Linked DNA regions of Mus musculus: region 1 is linked to region 2. The links are chromatin contacts, called in public HiChIP or PLAC-seq maps. All regions are on one chromosome and are shown on one strand. Each heading gives the region's core, a stretch centred on a gene start, on an enhancer-like site or on the middle of the called end of the contact. The rest is flanking DNA. Distances are from core to core; before and after follow the strand shown.

The links. HiChIP or PLAC-seq counts read pairs in DNA pulled down with a chosen protein or histone mark.
Region 1: a RAD21 HiChIP or PLAC-seq map of pro-B cells shows a contact between it and region 2, with 10 times the contacts expected there. The contact joins two enhancer-like sites. A contact is called at or near these places in 1 of 39 promoter capture datasets (embryonic stem cells), 7 of 15 datasets of contacts at CTCF or cohesin (CD8 T cells, the G1E-ER4 cell line, embryonic stem cells and 3 more), 112 of 484 Hi-C or Micro-C datasets (3T3-L1-derived adipocytes, the 63-12 cell line, the AML12 cell line and 48 more), 32 of 115 datasets of contacts at active chromatin or transcription factors (the 230-238 cell line, DN3 thymocytes, the HPC-7 cell line and 16 more) and 4 of 9 other capture datasets (adipose tissue, embryonic stem cells, liver and 1 more).

What each region holds. Positions count from the first base shown.
Region 1 is chr12:84,750,801-84,754,583 of GRCm38.p6, forward strand. Npc2 (NPC intracellular cholesterol transporter 2) reads right to left here. Exons shown (of 4, transcript NM_023409.4): 4 at 3,759-3,783. Among named protein-coding and RNA genes, the nearest start is that of Npc2, 20 kb to the right of the region's middle. Within about 2 kb of position 1,986, at least 120 of the 459 cell types and tissues checked have an H3K27ac peak or open chromatin away from gene starts, as enhancers often do. A contact at or near this core is called in the 63-12 cell line, Kupffer cells, Th1 cells and 9 more, where this site is marked.
Region 2 is chr12:84,673,049-84,676,946 of GRCm38.p6, forward strand. No RefSeq gene overlaps it. Among named protein-coding and RNA genes, the nearest start is that of Syndig1l, 24 kb to the right of the region's middle. Within about 2 kb of position 2,158, at least 80 of the 459 cell types and tissues checked have an H3K27ac peak or open chromatin away from gene starts, as enhancers often do. A contact at or near this core is called in the 63-12 cell line, Kupffer cells, Th1 cells and 9 more, where this site is marked.

The sequences.
Region 1 (3,783 bases), core at 736-3,235, 78 kb after region 2:
GGAATCTGCGGCGGCCACCGCAGGCTGCCGACACTGAGTACACCACAGGGAGACAGCTGCACGAGCCAGATGTGCTTCCTGTCGCCCTCGCACAGACATGACATGACTTATAGCTATGGAGCCAAAGGCCTCACCGCACCCTAGACAGAAGCCAAAGGGACCGGAGGCTTTGTGTGCCAAAGATACAGCCTGAAGAGGAGGGAGGTTATGGCCAGGGAGTGTTTCATAGGTCAGCTGGACGTGAGGCTACATCAGCAGCCAGTCCCAGAGGCTTATGACAGCTGACTTCCAGAAGGTGTGAGCTCCAACCTTTCTCTGGAACTGCCTACCTGGGATAGGGCACTCCAGTGTCCTTCACAAAAAAACGAAACCAAGCCAGCTACTGCTCCTCTTTCTGTCACTTTTGGAGACCAGGGTACTAGAGTGTTAAATGGTCCTATTCAAATTAAAAAAAAAATGGCACTCGTCCCCCATAAAGACACTTATATAAATAAGTGTCCCTGAGTGCTAGGCATGGTGGTGTATACCTGTAATCTCAGAATCTGGGAGGGAGAGACAGGAGGATCAGAAGTTCCGGGTCACCCTCAACTACACAGAGTACAAGCACTGCCGGGACTATATGAGACACGGTCTCAAAAAATAAAGAGGGAAGAAAAACTGCTGATCACTGAGTTCTAGGCATTTACTCAAATCCCCTATCTGTGACTCCAGGCCCCTGTCAGCTCCCATGGCTGCAACCTTCCTTCCTCACCAAGGATAGCGATACTAATGCCAATAGAACTCCTTTGAAAGGCTGTGAGGATTCTCTCACTCTGTGACAGCTGAGGACACAGAGGCCCTGTGAAGGATCCAAAGTCAACGAACTGCAAAGGAGGTAGGGAGCTGCAAACCCAACTAAAAGTCAAACTGTAAGTAACGACTACTTCTCAAAGTGACATCCTCCCCCAGAGGTTCTGGGGGCATCTGTCTCTCTGGTGCTCGGCTTCCCAGGCTGTAAAGCCTACTGGGAGGGATTGAGACCAACAAAACTCCAGCAGACGGACAGAATAGGAGAAAGAATCAACATCACATCTCATGAGTCCTCTGAACTAAACCTCCGGGAGGTGGGCTCTCAAATGTCTGCTTAGCCCCAGCCTCCGTCCCAAACCCTCTCTGGATTCCTAAAGTTTATGTTGTCCTTACAAGTCCATGATCTCTGTCTGTCCATTATGCCCAAACATCCCCTTAGAATCCCAGTGGTTCATGCTCACAGAGACCTGGAGGGACCTAGTTGGATCCGTTCAGTCTCTACATTTACAGCAGAGTTAATGACACTGACAATTTACAGTGGTTAATGACACAGCCACTAAGGAACTTTCTCTTTGTTCTCCCTTTGCCACTAACCAGTGACTTGAGAGTCACTTCCCTTGGTTGGGAAACACAAGAATCTCGTGACCATTCATTGCTCAGATACGCTGAGGATCCCTCATCAAATCATGACTTTTATACTTTGATCTGCCTGGCAGAGGAACGGGGATGCATGGGGTGCAGGAAGCAGCGTGGTGTGTTTCTCTCACACTGAGAACAGACTGCCGCAGCTGGCCTGCCCTCCCGCTTTCTGATCTGGTACACCCAGTTTCTCTGCCGCATTCAAGACCAGCAGCCATCTGTTTTGCCTGCCAACTTCCTTAGTGGCCTGACCCTCTGGCAGTCAGAGTTAAGCTAATCCCTTCACCTGCTGGCTGCTTTGCTGGGGCATATGGTTTGTGGAGAGGGGCCTGCCAGAGAGAGCACGATATTTTTCCTCTCAGAGACCCTGGAGAGGAGGATGGTAATGCTGGCATGCCAAGCCTGCTCCAGAATCTATGCCTTCACTGTCCATGGGGACAAGTACTTGTGTGTGCTCTGTGACCACTGAGGGCAACGAGCAGACAGATCAGGGACAGCGGAAGCTCTGGCCTCTCACATGTGTCATTCATTCTCTGGTGGGACCCTCACTTATGCAAGCTCCTTGGTTCCTCCGGGTCTTTTCAGCAACCAAATCCCTGGTCTGGAGAACATGGTAGGTTCCTATGGCAATGGGCCTTTTAGCTGTTTCCATAGCAACGAACACTCAGACCATCTAGTTGCTAGTCAACTGACAGCTGTAAGTGAATCGGATTCAGTTTATAAGCTGAAGGTTAGGCCCGGGGCTCCTCTGGAGAGGACTCCTCTCAAAGCTTCCAGTCGATATTTGGGGGACCCACAGCCACTTTCTACCTTGAATCACACCGCAATATCCATCCACATTCCCAACACACACCACTGATCATCCTGGCCTTTCAGCAAGCCCTCAGGGCTTCTCTGGAGGAAGCGCTTATTCTGAATAACACCCTACTGACTCTGTGGCAGTGTTGCTCCTAGGTACCACAACTTTGTCCCTAAACCAACCCACTGTGGGGGCACTGTTCTTGGATTCTCTAAAGAAAATGGTTATCCACGACTGTATTTCTTTAATTGACCTTACCCACTTAGTCCTTTCCTATGCCTGGGGCATTCTCAGGAATAACTCTGCTTTATCTGTGAATCGTGTCATATTTCTTTCTTCTTTCCTTCCCACCTTCCCTCCTTAGACAAGATCTCAGGTAGCCTAGTCTGGCCTTGAACTTGCTGTAGCCAAGGATGACCTTAAATTTATCCTCCAGCCTTTACGGCCTAGTGCTGGGACCATGGGCATTTGCTGCCAGGCTCAGATAATTACTTATTAGTGTGCATTTGATGAGGATATCAGTTTGTCATTTTCCTTGTATGGCAGTGACAACCTTGGATGTCAGTCCAAGTTTAAGACAGGAATTTGTTTGCCACCCCATACAGCAGGCAAGCTGATGCATCCAGATTTCACCCCCCCCCCCAATTTTATTTCTTTTAGGCCTATGGGTGTTTCGCCTGCATGTAAGTCTGCTGCTGTTCAGGCTCCGCGTCTCTGTCCACCTTGGGTGACCAGAGTGGCTTCAGATCAGGCAGTTATGAGTGCAGCAAGAACAGACTCTTGGGAGACAGCTCCAATGGGGGAACAAAGGCTGCTACGCAACCTTTGGGGCGTGGGTAGGGGCTTTTGGAGTGAATGTACATCATTGGCCTGGGGCAGGGTGCTGGGGTCTCATTTGCATAAGGAGGAATTCCAGGTACCGATGGACATGACCTTATAAGGGAGAGGAAGCTTGACCTGGCTACTTGGCTGTGTAGCCTCCTCCAGGGGGCAAAGGCGGTGTGTGTGTGTGTGTGTGTGTGTGTGTGTGTGTGTCCCAAGCTTCATGCTCCAGGACAGGAAGGCTCAGAGCAGGGGTGAGGGTGGGGGGACGTGGGGGTGCAGAGACCTTACTCCTGCCAATCTCAGGATCAGATTTCTGGGGTTTGGACACACCTTTACCCCACTTTTGCTTTGCCACAGTTCCTACCCTCGATTCATGGCTCCCCAGTCCCAAATAAGTCCGTGTATCATGTGTATGCCATGCCCGAAGAGGGTGTCTGACCCCCTGGAAGTGCAGTTACAGGGAGCTATGAGCCACCATGTGGGTGCTGAAAACTGAACCCCAGTCCTCTGGAAGAGCAGCCAATGTACTTAACCACTGAGCCATCTCTTCAGCCCCACATCTCGCTTTGTTAGTGGGTTCTGGGGAGACCTTTTATCCTTTAAGCCTCATCTCCAGCCCTGTTTTTTAACACACACACACACATACACACACACACACACACACACACACACACACAACTTCCTTCAAAATCAGGCATCCAGGATCTGAAATGATTCCACCCCTTGATTTT
Region 2 (3,898 bases), core at 908-3,407:
AGAAAGTGGCTTCATGGGGGTTGGAGAGATGGCTCAGTGGTTAAGAGCACTGCTCTTCTGAAGGTCCTGAGTTCAAATCCCAGCAACCACATGATGGCTCACAACCATCCATAATGAGATCTGACACCCTCTTCTGGTGTGTTTGAAGATAGCTACAGTGTACTTAGATATAATAATAAATAAATAAATATTTTTTAAAAAAAGAAAGTGGCTTCATATGGGACGGATGTAACCTGTGGGTGGCAGCAGTCATATGCTCCCGGGGCCTGTGTGTCCATTTCCTATGATACAGGCTTCTGTAGCCTCAGTCTCCCTGTCTGTAAGATGGGAACAGGAAAAGCCCTCTCTGTGGTAGTTTGTTTTTTAAAGGCCCTTTGTGTACTTGAGATGCCATGTCAATCTATGTGTCTGCCCCCACTTCACTGTGATGCGAATGTACCCATGTCACCTTATCTTCTGGGATGCTTCTGAGGAGACCTGCTCTCTGGGAGTTTCTGCCATTTCCTTGCAGAGCTGGAACTGGCTCTGAAGCCAGCTATGCCTTTCAGAGCATGCAGGGTTAGTTCCAGGGACAGAGGCTGGAATGTTGGAAATTCAAATGAGTTGCATGAACACCTTTTATTTTTGTTCCGAACATCCGAGTCTCCCTGTGGGGACTCCTCTGCCCAGAGTGGTTCCTCCCCTTGTGCAGGAGAAGATGTGAGAGCCCCTGGGGACAGGATGAAGCAAGGTTATCACCCTTTCACCCACCAAAAATAGCAAGGACCAGGGTGTCAGCCCTACAGAGGGGATGTGGGGGGGAGCCTTTGAACCAGGAGATACATAGGAGCTAAGGCTGAGTCTGTTAATGTTCAGGAGGGTGGCAGCAGGTGGTCCTGGGTTTTCTTTGCCTCCAGAAAGGCTGATTCCACCAGCCCAGATCAGCAGTGCCAGGGCCTGGGTAGCGAGGCCAGAGGTTAGCTCATAACCTGCTGTGTGACACTGGGTAACCCATCCTTTCAGGGTTTCCATCGTTCCTTCCGCAGCCCGGTCATCTGTGGCATGATCACTTACAGTTCCTTCCTTCGCAGCGTCCCAGGGATTCATGCCCTGAAAGACTTGAATACTGTCTTGTTGCAGTTCTTCTTTAGAGTGGGGTTCGGGCCTGGTCAGTTTGTGACCTGGGCTGAGATCATTAAAAAGCAGCAAGAATATTTGGTTGTGAAGATGGTGGGTTTCCTACAGCTCCGTCCTGGGGGAGCTGCTTTAGGGAGGGAGAGGCTGTGAGCACAGATACAGCCATGAAGCCTTCATGGCCAGGGACAGATGGATATTTAGCCATCAGGGCAGTCCAGGCACAGACCTATGTAAGCATTTGGATATGGGAGCTAGTGGCTATCTGCTAACTCTGTTTTTGTTTGTTTGTCCAGTTGTTTTGCCCCACTCCATCCCAGCCACACCTCCCACAATCCTTCTTCCCCATCCCCCTCTCCTCATAACTGCTAACTTTTTTTTTTTTTTCGAAAATGGCTAACTTTTATGTTCTAGGGTAAGAAGAGATTTGGGGTCCTGGGCCCATGGCCAGGGCAACAGAAAGTGAAGTATTTGAAAGGACAGAGCCTCCTTATTCACTGGTATGAAATCATGTCACCATTTTGACAATCTGTGTGACTATATGAAGACTCGGTGTCCCATCGGCCTGCTTATGGGGAGGGCAGGTCAGAACGGCTGCTGAGCCTTGGAACTGGTTCCTAGTCGTCAGAAAAAGGCCTTTTCTTAGAATGGAGACAGGCTGTTGTCCTTACTTGGCCAGTCTCCCACCCTCTTGCCTGCCCTGGGGCGGTAGGAAAATGGCTTTCTCACCAGGGCACTCCTCGTGCCTTTCCTCACAGGACCCCTTGGCTTTACTAAGAAAGGAGCTTACTTACCAGCTGCCAAACCCCAGGCCAGGTGGCCTCAGCTCCACTTCCCCTCCCAGCACGACTGTCCCCCTCTGCCACATACCTCATACACTAAGCAAGGATGTTTCTGTTTCTTATCTTCATCTCAGAAAGCAAACCTTGTCATGGAGTTAGAAGGTCGAGGGGCAGTGGGGGCAGTGAGGGGGACCCTGAACTCTTGGTGTGTGTGATGGTGGTGGTGGTGGTGCTAGCCGCCAGACTTCCCTGTGCAGCAATTTCGGTTTCTATTTTAAACAGTTTGGGTTGGTTGCTTCCCTGCCTTCCTGCTGGGTGTTTATAGTGAGGAAAATAATTGGTAATATTTGCACAGATGTGCCGGCACTGCAGCTCATCACAGGCACCTTTACCCAGGGGACTGCCCCAGCCCCAGCCCCCCAGTCTCTCTGCCAGTCAGAGGAACCAGCCGACAGCCCTGGGCCTCGGGCAGGAGGCGCAAGCAGGGCTGAGAAGCAGGAGGACTGAAGTGCCCCAGGCATGCCAGAGGCAGGACTCATCCAGAGTGGGGGAGAGTGGTTGCCTGTGCTCCAAGGACTCTAGGACAAGCCCAGGCTCCACACAACAGGCCCTTCCCAGGAGGAGGAAGCCCCCAGAGCCATTTCTCACCCCATCATCTTTGGTAGACCCTGAATTTGTATCTGAGGGTAGGGATGGAAGGGAGAAGGCTGTGTGGAGGATGGGGTGGGGGTGGGGCGGGGAAGACTAGAGTTAGAAGCAGCAAATCAAACTAGTAAGAGTGGTGTATGTCTATATGAGGCAGCCTGAGAGACAGACTGAGACTCCATCTTAAGAAAGAAGGGAAGAGAGCTTGGTAGTGTTTGCCTTTAAGCCTTTAATCCCAGTACCGGGAGGCAGAGGCCAGCCTGGTCTGCAGAGTTGAGTTCTAGAATAGCCAGGGTCTTGAAACCCCTCAAAAAGGGCAGGGGTTGGAGAAAAAGAAAAAAGAGAAAGAAGGGAAGAGAGAAAGGAAAGGAGGAAACAAGGGATGGAGGATACTGGAAGCCATTTGTCTCTATTTCCTTCTTCTCAAGGCCCACAAGCATACTGAAAGACAGGGAAGGGAGTAGATGTTGTCTGGGCTGTGAGGCAGCCTGCCTAGTTAGGCCTGGGGTCTTGAGCCAGCCTAGAGAAGGAATGGGGGGGGGGCGTGGAGCTGGGTGAGAGTCCTCAGCATCCTTCTTGGTCTCTTGAGTATTCACGTGCTGCATGCAGTCTGCATGGTGCACAGCTGGGCCTGTTTGTAGGAGTGTATATATGCAAATATGTGCACACATGGATATGAATGTGCATGTGTGTGTGAGGGTTTGGGTTTCTTCGAAGCTAACCCTGAGAAACATCCAATGGGGAGCCATTTCAGCCAGTGCAGAAGGGCAATGGGAAAGAGGGAAGCAGCTAGTGAGGGCCACTGGTTACCAATGAACTGCTTCAGTGAAAGGTAGAAAGAGGTCCTACTGGGGACCCCAGGAACTAGGGGCAATACACCTAGTCTCCAACCCAAGGGGCAAGACATCAAAGCTATTCACCCACCCTGGCTCAGTGCCCTATCTTGTGTCAACCCTGAAGAGCACTCTGGTTCTACCCTGGATTGGTCAGACTGTTTATCTGGACTGCCTGGCAGCCTGGCCTCTCCCTATTCCCAGACCGGCCAACTCCCTTCCACAAATAATCCCCACATGCTAATTTCTCATCTAAGGTTGTGCCCAGAGCCCTGTCATATATATGGATGCCCATAGCGGGTAGGATATGTGTGGCATACTTCCCCAGTACCTTCTAGACACAGTGACTTTGAGGCCAGGCCAGTTCCTCTGCTAAAGGCCGAGGACAGAGAGGATATCAGGAATTTAGCACTGAGGCTGGAACCTGAGGCATGGGTGACTTCCTCTCCACACTTCCCCGAAACAGCTCTGGGAACAGAAGATGTGGGGGATCCCAAAATGGACAGCTGAGCAATGGGACCACTG